Regions from separate parts of the Mus musculus genome. Here regions 1 and 3 are each linked to region 2. The links are chromatin contacts, called in public HiChIP or PLAC-seq maps. All regions are on one chromosome and are shown on one strand. Each heading gives the region's core, a stretch centred on a gene start, on an enhancer-like site or on the middle of the called end of the contact. The rest is flanking DNA. Distances are from core to core; before and after follow the strand shown. Region 1 has its middle 4.7 kb from the start of Gm40304. Region 2 has its middle 80 kb from the start of Gm40304. Region 3 has its middle 87 kb from the start of Gm40303.

Evidence for each region. HiChIP or PLAC-seq counts read pairs in DNA pulled down with a chosen protein or histone mark.
Region 1: a contact with region 2 is called in an H3K27ac HiChIP or PLAC-seq map of embryonic stem cells, with 14 read pairs. The contact joins two enhancer-like sites. A contact is called at or near these places in 7 of 39 promoter capture datasets (the C10 cell line, embryonic stem cells, epiblast stem cells and 1 more), 1 of 15 datasets of contacts at CTCF or cohesin (the NIH/3T3 cell line), 25 of 484 Hi-C or Micro-C datasets (bone marrow-derived macrophages, embryonic stem cells, erythroblasts and 4 more), 25 of 115 datasets of contacts at active chromatin or transcription factors (CD8 T cells, bone marrow-derived dendritic cells, bone marrow-derived macrophages and 7 more) and 4 of 9 other capture datasets (adipose tissue, embryonic stem cells, liver and 1 more).
Region 3: a contact with region 2 is called in an H3K27ac HiChIP or PLAC-seq map of embryonic stem cells, with 6 times the contacts expected there. The contact joins two enhancer-like sites. A contact is called at or near these places in 1 of 39 promoter capture datasets (embryonic stem cells), 1 of 15 datasets of contacts at CTCF or cohesin (embryonic stem cells), 30 of 484 Hi-C or Micro-C datasets (the HL-1 cell line, bone marrow-derived macrophages, embryonic stem cells and 6 more), 18 of 115 datasets of contacts at active chromatin or transcription factors (CD8 T cells, bone marrow-derived macrophages, embryonic stem cells and 5 more) and 4 of 9 other capture datasets (adipose tissue, bone marrow-derived macrophages, embryonic stem cells and 1 more).

What each region holds. Positions count from the first base shown.
Region 1 is chr5:53,540,049-53,544,796 of GRCm38.p6, forward strand. No RefSeq gene overlaps it. Among named protein-coding and RNA genes, the nearest start is that of Gm40304, 4.7 kb to the right of the region's middle. Within about 2 kb of position 2,268, at least 85 of the 459 cell types and tissues checked have an H3K27ac peak or open chromatin away from gene starts, as enhancers often do. A contact at or near this core is called in adipose tissue and embryonic stem cells, where this site is marked.
Region 2 is chr5:53,465,092-53,469,614 of GRCm38.p6, forward strand. No RefSeq gene overlaps it. Among named protein-coding and RNA genes, the nearest start is that of Gm40304, 80 kb to the right of the region's middle. Within about 2 kb of position 2,685, at least 21 of the 459 cell types and tissues checked have an H3K27ac peak or open chromatin away from gene starts, as enhancers often do. A contact at or near this core is called in adipose tissue and embryonic stem cells, where this site is marked.
Region 3 is chr5:53,351,597-53,356,562 of GRCm38.p6, forward strand. No RefSeq gene overlaps it. Among named protein-coding and RNA genes, the nearest start is that of Gm40303, 87 kb to the left of the region's middle. Within about 2 kb of position 3,660, at least 46 of the 459 cell types and tissues checked have an H3K27ac peak or open chromatin away from gene starts, as enhancers often do. A contact at or near this core is called in adipose tissue and embryonic stem cells, where this site is marked.

The DNA.
Region 1 (4,748 bases), core at 1,018-3,517, 75 kb after region 2:
AGAATCAAAGGGGATGGAGGAAACCGCAGCGAAGGGAACTTGGAGTGCAAATGATATTTGTGTCACTAGCTACAATGGAATATTTGACTCTGTTCTCCAGCTCCTTCCACTTTCTGCCTTACCCTGATGGCAGCACAGACCCAAACAGCACCTGAAGACACGTGAGGCACCAGGCACTGGGTGCAAATCCACAGGCAAAGCTGGAAGCACTGCCCCGGGCTGGGGGTGGGGGCCGGGGCCGGGGGGCGTGTCTGGTACAGAGGAGGCTCCAAGCTCCAGCCCCAGCACTGTTTAAAAAAGAAAAGGGGAAAGTACAGAGTGGACCGTTTTAGCCAGAATTTGTAAACGTGTCATCGTGTAAGAACTTCTCAACCTGAACTTGCATGCGACCAATCTAGCAATGTCTGTGACCACCCTCAGCTTTTTCCACCCCATAATCCTTCCTCTTTTTCAAAACCGTCACAGACACATTCGCTCTTCTTTTACCTAGATTAACACGGCGTGTTGAGGTGTGTGCAGCTTCTTTCCCTTGGCCTTTAGACCTTCCTTCTCAGCCAGTTCTCTTGGCTCCTTCTGAGTTTTCATTGAAAATTTCTTTCTAGATCCTTCTCTTGAATTGGCATTCAGTGGGAGTCCATTCTGCACTCATTTCTTCTTCTTCTTCTTCTTTTTTTTTTTTTTTTTTTTTTTTTGGTTTGTTGAGTTTGTTGAGATAGGGTTTCTCTGTGTAGCCCTGGCTGTCCTGGAACTCACTTTGTAGACCAGGCTGGCCTCGAACTCAGATATCCGCCTGCCTCTGCCTCCCGAGTGCTGGGATTAAAGGCGTGCACCACCACGCCCCGCCTGCATTTACTTCTTGAAAAGTCACTATTTCCTCTCTCTCTCTCTCTCTCTCTCTCTCTCTCTCTCTCTCTCTCTCTCTCTCTCTCTCTCTCTCTCTCTCCCTCCCTCTCTCCCTCCCTCCCTCCCTTGTGTCATAATGATTATTCAAGGGCAGCTGACCTGCCAGGCTCTTCCTGCCACAAAATCCTCTCGACTACTTAGCATTTCAACATCTGCACAGACCTGGGCATCATAAACTTCACTTGTTCAAATGCTCTCACTGCCTTCTCCTCAAAACGTGTTTCCCAAAATCCTATAGGGCATCTTTAATTTCTCCTTCAAACACACATCAAGTTCTCTTTTCCCAGCTTCTCCTTGTTAGGAATTTCTTGTTCTTGACCTGTCTAGTATTTTTTTTTTTAGAATTATTTATTTATTTTATGTATTATTTTATTTTAATAGAAGTATACTGTAGCTGTCTTCGGACACACCAAAAGAGGGCATCAGATCCCATTAGAGATGGTTTAGAGTCACCAGGTGATTGCTGGGAATTGAACTCAGGACTTCTGGAAGCACAATCAGTGGTTTTACCCACTGAGCCATCTCTCCAGCCCTGCCCTGTCTACTTTTTTTTGATTCCAGTGAAGTGCTATTTATCTTCAGAATTCCCAAGAGAAATTGTTCTGACTTTGTTTCCTCAGATTATGTCAGGTTCCCCGATTTTGTGCTTTTTTTAAAAAAAAAAATCTGTGCTTCACTTTTGTGACATGTATATGTGTGTGTGTGTATTATTTATATAACATATATGTTGATGACAAGCAAAGCTGACGCGACAAACATGTGACATCCAGACCATAGTTGCTCATCTAATAGCCTTGCTAGGGCTTCACTTCTCTGCTAAACCTTCCTCCACAGACACAGGGCCCAGGCTCTTCCCAGACCATTACCCCACTGCAACACAGGCTGAGAAATGTAGTCCAGCTTTCTACCTGAGCCAAGAAACAAGCAGATGTTGCAGGGAAGCAATTTCTGCCTGGCAGAATCAGGGATGGCTGCATTTTCTATTTATTTGTAACACTGTATCCTTAATGTCCCGCCTAAACTCTGCGGACATCTGTGGTTTTAGTCACAGTCTGGTCTCAGTAAGGTTCAATGCATCGGTGTTTAGTTCATCAATGATACAGTTGTGCTGTGCTTGAGAGTGGGGACAGAAGGCAGAGTGGTCTTCCTACTTCTCAAATGCAGCTTTCTCAAATGCCAGTGTTCCTGGCTTTGGGGTAGCCTGTCCTGAGGCCATCAAGAGATGCATGCATAGATGCATGACATTCAGGAGAGTGAGCAGAGGGCACTGAGTTCAAGGTCAGGTATCCCCGGAGGCATCTGCTGAGGAAACTGATGGATTGTGATTCTCAGGTCAGATTCTACCAAGGAATTTCAAGGGCATTTCTTAGATTCCTCAGATTCCTTCTGTAATCTGAGTCTCTCAGTCAGCTCTTGCAGAAGTCCTGTGGCCTTAAGCTTGATGCTTTCTGATAACATAGATAGCAATTATCTCTACTTTCAGAAGCTCCAGGGAGAGCTGAAAATGGGGTATGCTTTCTTCCCAGGCTTCAGTAGGATTCAATGGAGCTTTAGATCAACCTAGTGAGTCTGTCTGTCCGTCTGTCTGTCTGTCTCAGTAGCCTGACTAACAAACTCCTAGGATCTGCCTTGTGGGGTCTGTCAGAATAATCCCTATGTTCTTTCAAATGCCTTTAATGCAAAGAATTTAACATACATTGTATAGAAGTATCAGTACTCTAACATTACCTAGCTGTTGGGTCTTAAATAGCTAACTGAGGTGCATAATAACATATGGAAACAGATCCAATCTGCCAGTCTCCTTCAGTATCACCAGACCTATTGCAGAGATAAGCCAGCTGGTGTACCCTGACCCCTACCCTAAACTCTCCGCCCCAGGGACTAGACAGGTTTTCCCTTACCCAGCCTCCTTGATTTCTATGTAAGTCAGCCATTTTGGCTATGCTGGTTTCTTGGCCTCTTTGCCTCTGGATCTGAGTCTCATCTCTCATCCCTCCTTCTCCTCTTTCTCTCTCCTCCGTCCTCCCCCAGCCCTGAACTCCTCCATGGCCCAGTTCACTCTGGACTCTTCCCCACACCTCTGCTTACACTCCCCCTTAAAGCTATAATAAAGACCTCCACCCCCTAGGAACAGTCATGCCTTCCTTTTAGTTCTTCTTTTCATTCACTGAGCAAGAACAAAAAACTTTGAGTGCGTCCTATTCTTGGAGGTAGAGGAATGAACTTCCTGAAGCACGCACGGCATTATGGGGGACCTATGATTTCAAGAGAGGAGTAATAGCTGCTTGCAAAAGTCAAAGTGAAAATGTCTTCCAACCCCATAATAATAAAAACAAACCTCAGAAATGATAAGCTTCTAAACCACCACATCATATTCCAAGAACTTTGGGGGATCTGAATGTGCTAGCACACATACAGAGAGGGATAGGGACAGAAAAACACGTTAGGATCCGGCTTGAACTTCTTTCTTCTCTTATTGTCTGTTCAGTGAGCAAACAGGTCTTGCTCCCTTGCTCCTTTATCCCCCACCCCCCACCCCCATGAATACCATCCTTTCCTGGGGAAGGTTAGGGACCAAAATCATCAGTATTGGAAATTGTTCTGTTTTGCTTCATTTCTGGGCCCTGAGTCATTCTCCCCAACACCAGGACGCCCTCAGGGAAGAGTCAGAGGAAATGATGTCACTCTCTTCGGTCTCTTTTTTGAGCCTTGGGCTTTTTCTTTGGGCCAAAACTTTAACAAATCTGTTTTCTAATTAGCCAGCAATGAGTACAGGGAAATAAAGCATGCGCCCTGTGCTTTTCTTCTCTGTCCAGGCTGCAGAGGTGACTACTCCACAGGAACTCACACATGAGTCTCAACGTCTTATCAAACAGCTAGAAGCCTCTTGTTTGCTACTATTGAGTTGTTTGTTTTTGAAGACAGGCTTTCTTTCATTATAGACTAGCCTCAATTCACCAAGTAGCCAAGGGTGACCTTGAACTCCTGATCCTCCTGCCTCTACATCTCTATAGTGCTGACATTATAGGTGTGTATCTTCCACCATGTCTGGCTTACAAGTCTTTCTTATAATTTTCTTTCTTGGGAGTTAAGAAACCGAAACACCAGAGTGTCTTATCCAGTCTATTTGAGCTGAAAAAAAGGAGCCAGCAGCCAGGTAGGGGGGTGGGACCAGGCAGAGGATGGGACCATGAAGGGATTAGGGCCATGCAAAGAATGTGACCATGAATGTAAGGAACGGGTGGGGCCATGGAGGTAAGTGGATTTAAGTCTTCTGTTTCATCCATTAAATAAAACTCTTCCTATGCAAATAAGTAAAGCAAATCCCTACGTTTGGGAATTGTGCCTGTGGCCGATTTCCCATATTTGCTTGATGACAGTCCTTAGACATTTTAAACATGACCATTTCAGCTCTGCATCAGGTTTTGCTTCCCACCCACCACCCACCCCCATGATATTCAGCTTCTAGAAGTTCATCAGTCCTTGGAAAATTAACTGTGGCCTTGTGGATGAAGGTTGGAAGTAGGGCACTTTGGAAGACCCTTTCCTGGGAGCACCCTGGCCCAGGCAGCTGGTGTGAAGATCCCATACCTCAGTCATGGCGGGGGACAGATGGCATGTGGCTTCCTGCTAGAAAGTCACGGCCTGTCTTGCTCCCTCCTCAACTAGACCTCAGGGAAGTTTCCTTCAGGACAATGACTCTGTCTTAAGCTACATTAATGTAACTGATGCTTACTCTTAGGAGGGACCCAGAGCTTCAGTAGGGAAAGGCATACTTGCCATAGGATAGTCTAAGCATTGCATGGGAAGAGGACCATATTGAATGCTGCCGCTCCGAGGCCTAC
Region 2 (4,523 bases), core at 1,435-3,934:
CTATCGTACAGCGCAAACTGAGCCACACAGAGATTCAGTGACTTGATAAATGTCACCTTGCTTCTTCACGTCACAGCTCTATGCCACTGTGCATAGTTAAGCTCCACATTGTGTGGTTCAATGGTTACTGCAGAATGCCTGGCCTATGGGAGGAGACTGCACCACAATTTCAACTCCAAAGCCAGCAGACCGCCCCTTTCCATCACCCACTCCAGATGAAGTATCTGTTGTGCCTGCTAGTGAGCTAGAAGCCTGCAAGACTCAGAAAGGAACAACTATGTTGTACCCAGATGCACCTCTGTTTAAAGAAGCTGAGTTTGGGGATAGGATACCATGGGGAATAGCATGCTATAGGTTTAGTGCAACTTCTGAATGTCATGTCACATCACTGTACCTCAGCTACCAGAGCCACAGGCCTGAAAATCATCCCAAATGATGGGTAAGTTTCCAGCTAGGATTTGGAGGACCCAATATTCACTCACCAGTTTTATGTCAATAGAAATAACTGGTTAGAACGTGCAACGCGACCTCTAAACACAAAAGCAAAGCAGGCTGGCCTGAATGACCTGTAGTACGTCTTAGTCTCTTTCTCCCCCAGTAATTTATTTCTAGACTATTAAAACAAAACAAGCTGGGCACTGGTGGCGCACGCCTTTAATCCCAGCACTTGGGAGGCAGAGGCAGGCGCATTTCTGAGTTCAAGGCCAGCCTGGTTTACAGAGTGAGTTCCAAGACAGCCAGGCCTATACAAAGATACCCTGCCTTGAAAAACAAGAACAAAAAATACAAAACAAAAACAGGCCTCAGGTTTCAGGATGTACCGAGGGAGGGAAAAGAAGAAAGGGTGACTGAGTCCTGTTTGTTCTTATAGAGACTCCACCATCAAGAAACTTCCTAACGCCTCCAACCCACACTGGGAAAACGGCTTGTGTCTGCACTTTACCCTTACTGGGAATGTTCAGTTTTTCCCCCTCTCGGACGGACGCTTTCACTTCCTTTGCTATAAGCCCAGTGTCCCCTACACACGGGTGGACAACACTGCCTCTTTCCAGGGCATCTCAAGACCTGTTTCCAGAGGGGCCTAGGCTGAGAGCTTCTCTTCAAGATGACTGGATTATTTTACCCACAACTGCTGAGGTGAGTGACTACCGGGTCATCCGTGTCATACTGGTCATGGGGGACCTTGCATATGCCTCAGTTCAAGACTTGTATGTGTGGGGTACTGGGCCTGGAGCCCAGGGCCCCACACATGCTAGGTAAGCATTCTGCTGTGAGCGCCTGCCTGCTCTTGGCTCAATAAATAAATAAATAAATAAATAAATAAATAAATAAATTCTCTTTGGACGCTCCTATCTCAGGATGTGTGGAATAACCATTTCCTTCCTTCGCCATGTAACTCTCTGCCTAGAGTGTTCTATCGTCTCTCCTTCTCTCTGATGAGATCATACTTGACACAGCTGAAGACGAAGCATGGTCTGCAATCGCTATCTGTTCTAGGAGCAAGCTCCTCCTCTGGGCTGCTGAAGCCTCGGCTTCCTTCAGCTCTCCTCACGTTCTGCTTAGCACCGTGCTTCCCTCTATTCAGCCACACTGACAAGTTTCCTGAAACCAAAGGCATCTATGGTCCCTTGGGATAGTTAAAGTTGTAAATGTTTCTTTTGAAATAAGTTTCGTCTCTCGAAATAGATGCTGGGAGATGATGCTGGGGAAGATGGCTATTTGCCTAAAACAGGCCACTTTTTTTATTTTTTTTTTTAAAAAAGCACTGAAGGTTGCTAGGCTAGATCCCAACAGGGACCCAAAAGAGCCAACCTCATATCTGCTCTCCTTCAAATGTAAACTACTTGTGAGAGTATAGTATTCATTTGTTCTTTTGTCCATACGCACATTCCAGCACTTACTATACAATTGCTAAGTACCTACTATATCCTGAGTATTTAGGAAACAAAGCAAGTATTTCCCAAGCCCAAGGGAGTATAGAGGTGTGTGTGTGTGTTAGAGCACTTGAGAATGAGGAGTGGATTAGACAGGCCTAGTGGACAAGAGTGAGCCAGGAGCAATGGATAATGACTGCACACAGAACGACCCTGGCTCTGCAGCCTGCACAGGAGATGGAGCGGGTGACAGGCTTCTCTCCGGATCTTTCTTATCTATTCCAAGGTTGCTACCCTCGCTCCAAATGCCTATGCTTAGCATTAAAGTGGAGACATTTAGGAAAGGTGTGGCGGTGGGGTGTGGGGACTACATTTTAAACAATGGGCCGAAAAGAAAAGTCTAAGAAGCAAAACAATGCCTCACAGGCAGGAAAGTTCAAGGGTGCTTAGCGGGGTAGTGGTGTTATACATCTTTCATGCCAGCACTTGGGAGGCAGAGGCAGGTGGATCTTTATGAGTTTGAAGCTATCCTGGTTTACAGAAAGAAACCAACCCTGTCTTGAAAATGAACAGAAAAGTGCTCAAAAAGTTTGAGCAAGGTGGAATTTAGTGAATGTGATTCCGAAGTTGAATTTTTGTTAGTGACATTTTTCAATAAACAGTAATGCATGGGACCCTGAAGATTCAAGTATTTGGGTTCTTTGTTTTGCGTGATGATGTGTGTTTAAGCAAGTGGCATTCTGAGGAAGAGGCTTGAGCCAGGTCTGGGTGGTGCACACCTTTAATCCTCACACTCTGGAAGCAAAGGCCGGCAGGTTTCTGAATTCAAGAACTATCTGGTCCGCATATCTAGAGCCAGCCAGTGCTGCATAACAAAAGCCTGTGTCTTAGCAGAAACAGAAACAGAAAAACAGATGCGGGATTAAATTTTGCTTTCAGCGCCTGCCTGCCCGCCCGCCCGCCCGCCTGTAGGGTCCAGACAAATCCTTAATGGTTCTTTTCTTTGAGCCTCAGTTATTCCCACACTAAACAGAACAGGACACTCTCCACTGGAGCCCAGTTGCTCCGAAGATATGAGACAGTTGTGCAAACCTCAGTAGTAAGGTAAATACGTAAATACAAAGGTCCTGCTCATGGGTCCTGCCTCTTCCTCTTGGCGACGGCATGATATATTTTTAAAGGTTTTTAGGCTCAAAATCCTGAATTGCCTCATAGGTAGCAATGAACATACTGCTTGCCCCTTCCTAAATTTATTTTGATGTTCACTTACAATGGTTTTTAAATGAAAACGCCATATACAAACCAATCGCGAAGCCTTTGAGAATTAACTGCGTAGGATAAAGAGCACTCTTTGCTCTAGACAGTGAGTATACACAGGAGGCTGTAACTAGACCGGGGTGGGATGCTTAGTAACTAAGACTGAAAGGCAGCAAGGGTCTGGAACCCAGATCTCAAGGCTCCTCCTACCCTCTGCATTCATGATCCCATGCGCAAAACTTTCAAACATGGATGGAACCAAACATCTTGCCAGGTGGCGGCTTGTGATATATACAAACAGCCCCTGCCTTACACAGGGAAATGACAGAGAACCCATACGTGCAAACAGCTGCCACCATCCGCCGACCCCCACTACCCTGCAGCTGTTGTGAGCTGTGTGGAGAGAAAAAAAAAAAAAAAAGGAAAGGAAAGAAAGGGAGGGTGGGGGGAATCTTGGACCACTTGCAGATTCATAAAGTCAAGGCAGAGAAAGAGAGGAAGCTGTGGACACGGGAATTAAAGAAGGGAACGGACTCCCGGGATCCATCTTCAGCCGCGGGTGACTGGGCAGCATCCTTACTTAGCTCTGAAAGTCGCATCCTAGGGCAGACCACTCTCCCTCTCCCATCCACACAACCAGACACTCACATCAGGTCGCATACTGGCTTCACAGCAGTTTGAGAAGAAGGAAGGAAGGAATCGATCATAATTTCAAATCTCTTGAAATGTTACTCTCCTTTATGATATTTAGAAATGTATACTTTGTGGTTTGTACTGAATTAAAAAAAAAAAAAAAGAATCCATAAAGGAAAAGTCCTTCACACTCTGACTGATACAGGGTGTATTACCAGAGTCACAAAAGTATTATACATATTTTTTCTTTATAATGATTCCTATTTTACAGATGAGGCTCAAAGAAGTCACATGACTAGACCTTGTAAATTAGAGGTAGAATCAGGACCCAAATCCAGGTCTGTCTTTAAATCTCACAGCCTTACCAACTATTCTGAAGACTCCTACCCACCTGGCATAGGTGATTGGGTGCAGCTGAAGGGATAGTTGGCAATCATTAACAAAGTAGCAAGAAGCACTCCCAACAGACCGCTTCCCTCCTAAAAGTTAGTAAACTGTGCTCAGCTGTTCTGGGGAAGCAATACTTCTGTGTAGAGAACAGGAAAAATTCCGGACTGCAGATCTATAGTAGAATTTCAGCATGAAGCATGGAGACAGCCATGTTCGCGGGTGGGAGGTGTGGGGGATGGGACACAGAGCAGGGAAATCTGGAAGGAACCAGCACTGAACTCTGTCCCAGGTAAAATTCCATCTAAATTTAACCACACTCCCTGCGTAGGGACTGGAAGAAAAATTTCTGTTGCCCCACCCACTGCTGGC
Region 3 (4,966 bases), core at 2,410-4,909, 110 kb before region 2:
GGAAGGCAACCTGGGCGGAGTCATCTCTCGGTGATGCTCATCTGTTCTCTTTATTCACACTAACTGTATCTATCCCTCTACCACTCAAGATTTCAATGCACTTAACCCGAAAACCCTCTTGAGACAACAGGGAGATACATGAAAGAAGTCATGGGTTGGGAATTCTGGAGACAGGTAAGAAAGCAACCAAGCCCAGACTAGACTATGAAGTACCTTTTCTTTGCTCTTGCTCCTTCCTTTCTGCTGAGAGCAATGTCACTGTGGAATCTACCCCACAGCGGCCATCTTACAGCTGCGAGATGACCTTAGAGATAAGAGGCAAAGTTCGGGATGCTAAAACTGTGCTGTTCGAACACTTTCTCTGGAGAGATGTGGCTAAATGTCCTCTCGTCCCAGATACAGAAATGACAATGGACCAAGGTAATGATTACAGCAAAGTCCAACTTTGTGAGCCAACGAGATTATCGGGGTTGTTTACTGGGTATGGGTGAGGGGATACTTACAGGATCATGACCAACTCAGAGGCCACTGCTCTATCAAAACCTCACTCTAACATGGACGACGACTACCAAAGCTGGAACCCTGAAGCTCTCTGTATGACTAGCTGGCAGATGAGCAGGTGGGAGCGACTAGTCTCCTCCTCAGCCCTTATTGTATCTACAGCCTTGGGGCCTGAGGGGTCTTATGAATCTGGTAAGTTTCAGAGATTTCCAGAGACTTCTAAGTCATTTAACTCCCTTTTTTGTTTTTGGTTTGGTTTTGGTTTTGGTTTTTCCAGACAGGGTTTCTCTGTGTAGCCCTGGCTGTCCTGGAACTCACTCTGTAGACCAGGCTGGCCTTGAACTCAGAAATCCACCTGCCTCTGCTTCCTAAGTGCAGGGATTAAAGGCATGTGCCACCTCCTGAATCTTAGTGGGCCTCCCATTAGAACTTTTGGAGTCCTCAGAGCACCGTCCCCACACACCCCAAGATGGAAAGTTTCCATTCAAAAGAAAATGCCACACAACAGAAGGAAAGACCCAGACCCTAGTCTGTCAAGGCTAACTCTAAACTCTGAGAAGAGAATTTAACTGTTTCACTTTAAGCCACCATTAATTAGGGTTTGTGTGACAGTGCAGCTGCCTCTGGTCCTGACTGAGAGATCACCTGGCCAGAAGGTGAACTAAAGGGCCCATTGGTTTTATCTTTAGAACATCAGAGAGCAGTGCTGATCCTCGAGGAGACTGTCAGTCGAATTTTAAGAATAAGAGCAGGCTGGGGATATAGACTGCTTGGGTAAAGTACCTGCTGACAGGGAGAGTAAGAAGTAAGGAGGGTATGGTGACACAGCAGTTGTAATCCCTGCACAGGAGGAGGTGGAGACAGGATCATCAGACCGCAAGGTCACTCAGCCACTTAGCAAGTTGGAGACCAGCCCAGAATACCTGAGATCTGTCTCTAAAAGAACAAAGCATCCCCATGCCAAGCCAAAACAACCGCCCTCACACAAATCACACAAACAGATACCCCAAACAATCAAAGGAGAAGGTCTTAAAAGGAAACACCAGTGGAGGTCGCTTCTCCGACAACTGAAGAAAAGGAGTAGTCTGTAGGCTGGAAAACTACTTAAAGAGCAAGGGCTAAGCATAGTAAAGAGAGGCCAGATCCTGACAGGGAGCAGTAGAGCAGGGCAGGCCTGGCAGCAGGACCTGGGGCCCCACTTGGCTTTGGTGTCTACACAGGTTGAGCAAACTTGACTTCTTTTTTACTTTTCTGTTTCTCTAGGACTGATTGGTTACTTTGTTCTCTATCTCTGTGTCTCCATCTCCGTCTCCCTCCCCCCCCTCCCCCCCCCCCCCCCCCCGTGTGTGTGTGTGTGTGTGTGTGTGTGTGTGTGTGTGTGTGTGTGTGTGTGTGAGAGAGAGAGAGAGAGTTTAAGTGCCATTATACTTCTACTTACATGGGTTCTAAGGACCAGAGTTTAAGCAATAGTCTGATGTCTGCTAGAGAAGCCCAAAATGGGCTGAGTGGTGGAAATGGCTCACAACAGCGTAGCAAGCTGGACACAGCCAATAGTGGTCCAAAAGCGTGAAGGGATATTTTCAGAAATAAACCATTATAAATTTTTTTGTTTCTTTGTTTTTTGTTTGTTCGTTTTTTTTTTTTTGTTGTTTTTTTGGGGGGGTTTGGTTGGGTTTTTTTTTGTTTGTTTGTTTTGTTTTTTTGTTTTTTGTTTTTTGATTTTTGGCTTTTGGTTTTTCTGTATAGCCCTGGCTGTCCTGGAATTCACTTTGTAGACCAGGCTGGCCTTGAACTCAGAAATCCACCTGCCTCTGCCTCCCGAGTGCTAGAATTAAAGGCATGCGCCACCACGCCCGGCTTCCATTATAAGTTTTAAGTTGCTTGCCGTTCGAGTAGTTCTGGGTAGTACATTTAGAATCTCACAGCATCTGAACCACCTCTCGGGCATGAATTGGCCTGGAGGCAGGGTCTGCCCCTCCTGTTAGCTGACTCCATTTTCAGATTGATAGGCGCATTGTCATAGTGCCAAGGTCCCCGCAACTCTCACTTTCCTTGACCTCATCCTCAGAGAACAAGAGCGGATTGTAGTGGGTTGGGCTGTGCCAAGGAGAAGCCACGCAGGGCTTCTTCTAAGTAGAGAGACGGTAGACATTTTGAGAGAGAGCCCACACTCACAAAATGTTTATTAGGTTATATTATTATAATTGTCTTACTTATTATGAGTTGATTTGTTAATTCTTTCTGGGCATAACAATACTTTATTATTATTAATTTTAGAGTCAGGATTTCCGGTACCTCAGGTGGCCTCAAACTCACTGTGCAGCAGAAGATGACCTTGAACTTCTGACCCTCCCACCTCTAGCTCCTGAGCGATTACAAGCATATGTTGGTACACTGGGTCTTAGGCCATGCTGGAGATGAGCCCAGGGCTAGGTGGAGTTTACCAACTGAGCTAGCCCCAGCTATCTCAGCCTACTTTATAAGCCAAAGCTTATTCATGCTAGGCAAGAGCACTGTCTGGAAGCAGGTGTACCTTAGGGCCCAGATGATCTGCAAGTGTGCACCGCTCCCCCCCCCCCTTCCCCCCATAATGTTCAAGGTTCAAGGAACTTTTTGCTCTCAGGCAAGGGGTGCCACGGCACCAAGTGGCCAGAGCTGATAGGCTCTGGAGCATCAGTCCCTGCCTTCCTGAGGCCACAGAGGCACCCTGTGTGCCAAACTCCACTCTTGATGGGAGCTGCCGGTTGGGGACAAAAAGACAGATTAAATGAAGACCCAAGGAATATGAACCAAAAGAAGGAAGACAAGTTTAATAGATTCCACTCCTCCCCCCCCCCATCTCCGGCACCCCACTAATATTGATCAAGTCAGCAAGTGCAATATCCTGTCTCTGCTCTTTGCTTTTACTCTCAGGAGATAGAGTCTCACTAAGTTGTTAAGACCATCCTCGACCTCCAAATCCTCCTGTCTAGGCTGGGCTTACAGGCCTGCTCCACAGCCACCAGCCTGGCTGACCTGGGTGATTTTAATGGGAATGATCTCAATGAAAAAGTTTACCCCCATGGTGAGTGCAGACAGAGGCTTTGGAACAGGCTGGGCGGCTCGGGAATGAGGAGCAGCTGCCAGCATCTCCCAGGAGGGGGCAGCAACGCCACATGCAAACAGGACCATGACTTCTCTAGGAGGGAGGGTCCCAGAAGAGGAGGGTGGAGCTGGGGAAGTCCTGTCTGTGGCCTCAGCACCTCTCACTCGACCTGCTAGCATCCTTTCTCACCGGCCAGAGTGTATCCCTCCGGAGGACTGCAGGAATTCAGTTTATTACTGTCCCTATGGTCCCCAAAGCTCCAGGGAAGTTGGCTGGGTTGATAGAGGCACAAAGGATCCATGGGAGTCTTTTGCTTGGTTAATCTGGCCTCTTCTGAGCAGTTAAATGCTGAGCAGGTGGTTAAACCTTGGTTGTTTGAGAACCTCCCCCGCCCCCCCCCCCCAACAAAGGGTCCTTCTCCTCTGGAAGCCACCATGCAGTGGGTTATTTGATTTCAGGATGGGCGTGAACTGAGTTCCGAGGAGAAGGAGGAGGAGAAGGAGGAGGAGGAGGAGGAGGAGGAGGAGGAGGAGGAAGAGGAGGAGGAGGAGGAGGAGAAGGAGAAGAAGAAGAAGAAGAAGAAGAAGAAGAAGAAGAAGAAGAAGAAGAAGAAGAAGAAGAAGAAGAAGAAGAAGAAGAAAAGAGCCACACCTATGTTAAAGAGTCCACTGGGCTGATGAACTGATTAAAATGTAACGATTACGAAGAGTTGGAATGCTGTCGATCCAGGCTCCTCTTTGGTTATCTTTGGTCTGCTTAATAGCCTCTTATCATTCCTATCTTTAGTAACATCCTTCCTGTGATCAGGTAAATCCTGCTGGAATACAGGAACCAGAGCTTAACCTTCACCCACCTCCAAACCAAGAATGCTACCAGACAGTGCCTGAGTCCCTAATCCTGTCCTTAGCTATAAAGTTCTCCAAACTGTCTCCACCTTGGGATGCATTATTCTGGGACAAGGGGAACCTGTGTTCCCAGTCCATGGTCACTCGTATTTGAATCATATAAGAATCAATTATCTTCTTCCCTTTGGAGTGGGAGGAACATTTCGTATAGACAGCTGACTCCATTTTCAGATTGATAGGCGCATTGTCATAGTGCCAAGGTCCTCGCAACTCTCACTTTCCTTGACCTCATCCTCAGAGAACAAGAGCGGATTGTAGTGGGTTGGGCTGTGCCAAGGAGAAGCCACGCAGGGCTTCTTCTAAGTAGAGAGACGGTAGACATTTTGAGAGAGAGCCCACACTCACAAAATGTTTATTAGGTTATATTATTATAATTGTCTTACTTTATTATGAGTTGATTTGTTAATTCTTTCTGGGCATAAACAATACTTTATTATTATTATTATTAATTTTAGTGTAAGGTGTGTGTGTGTGT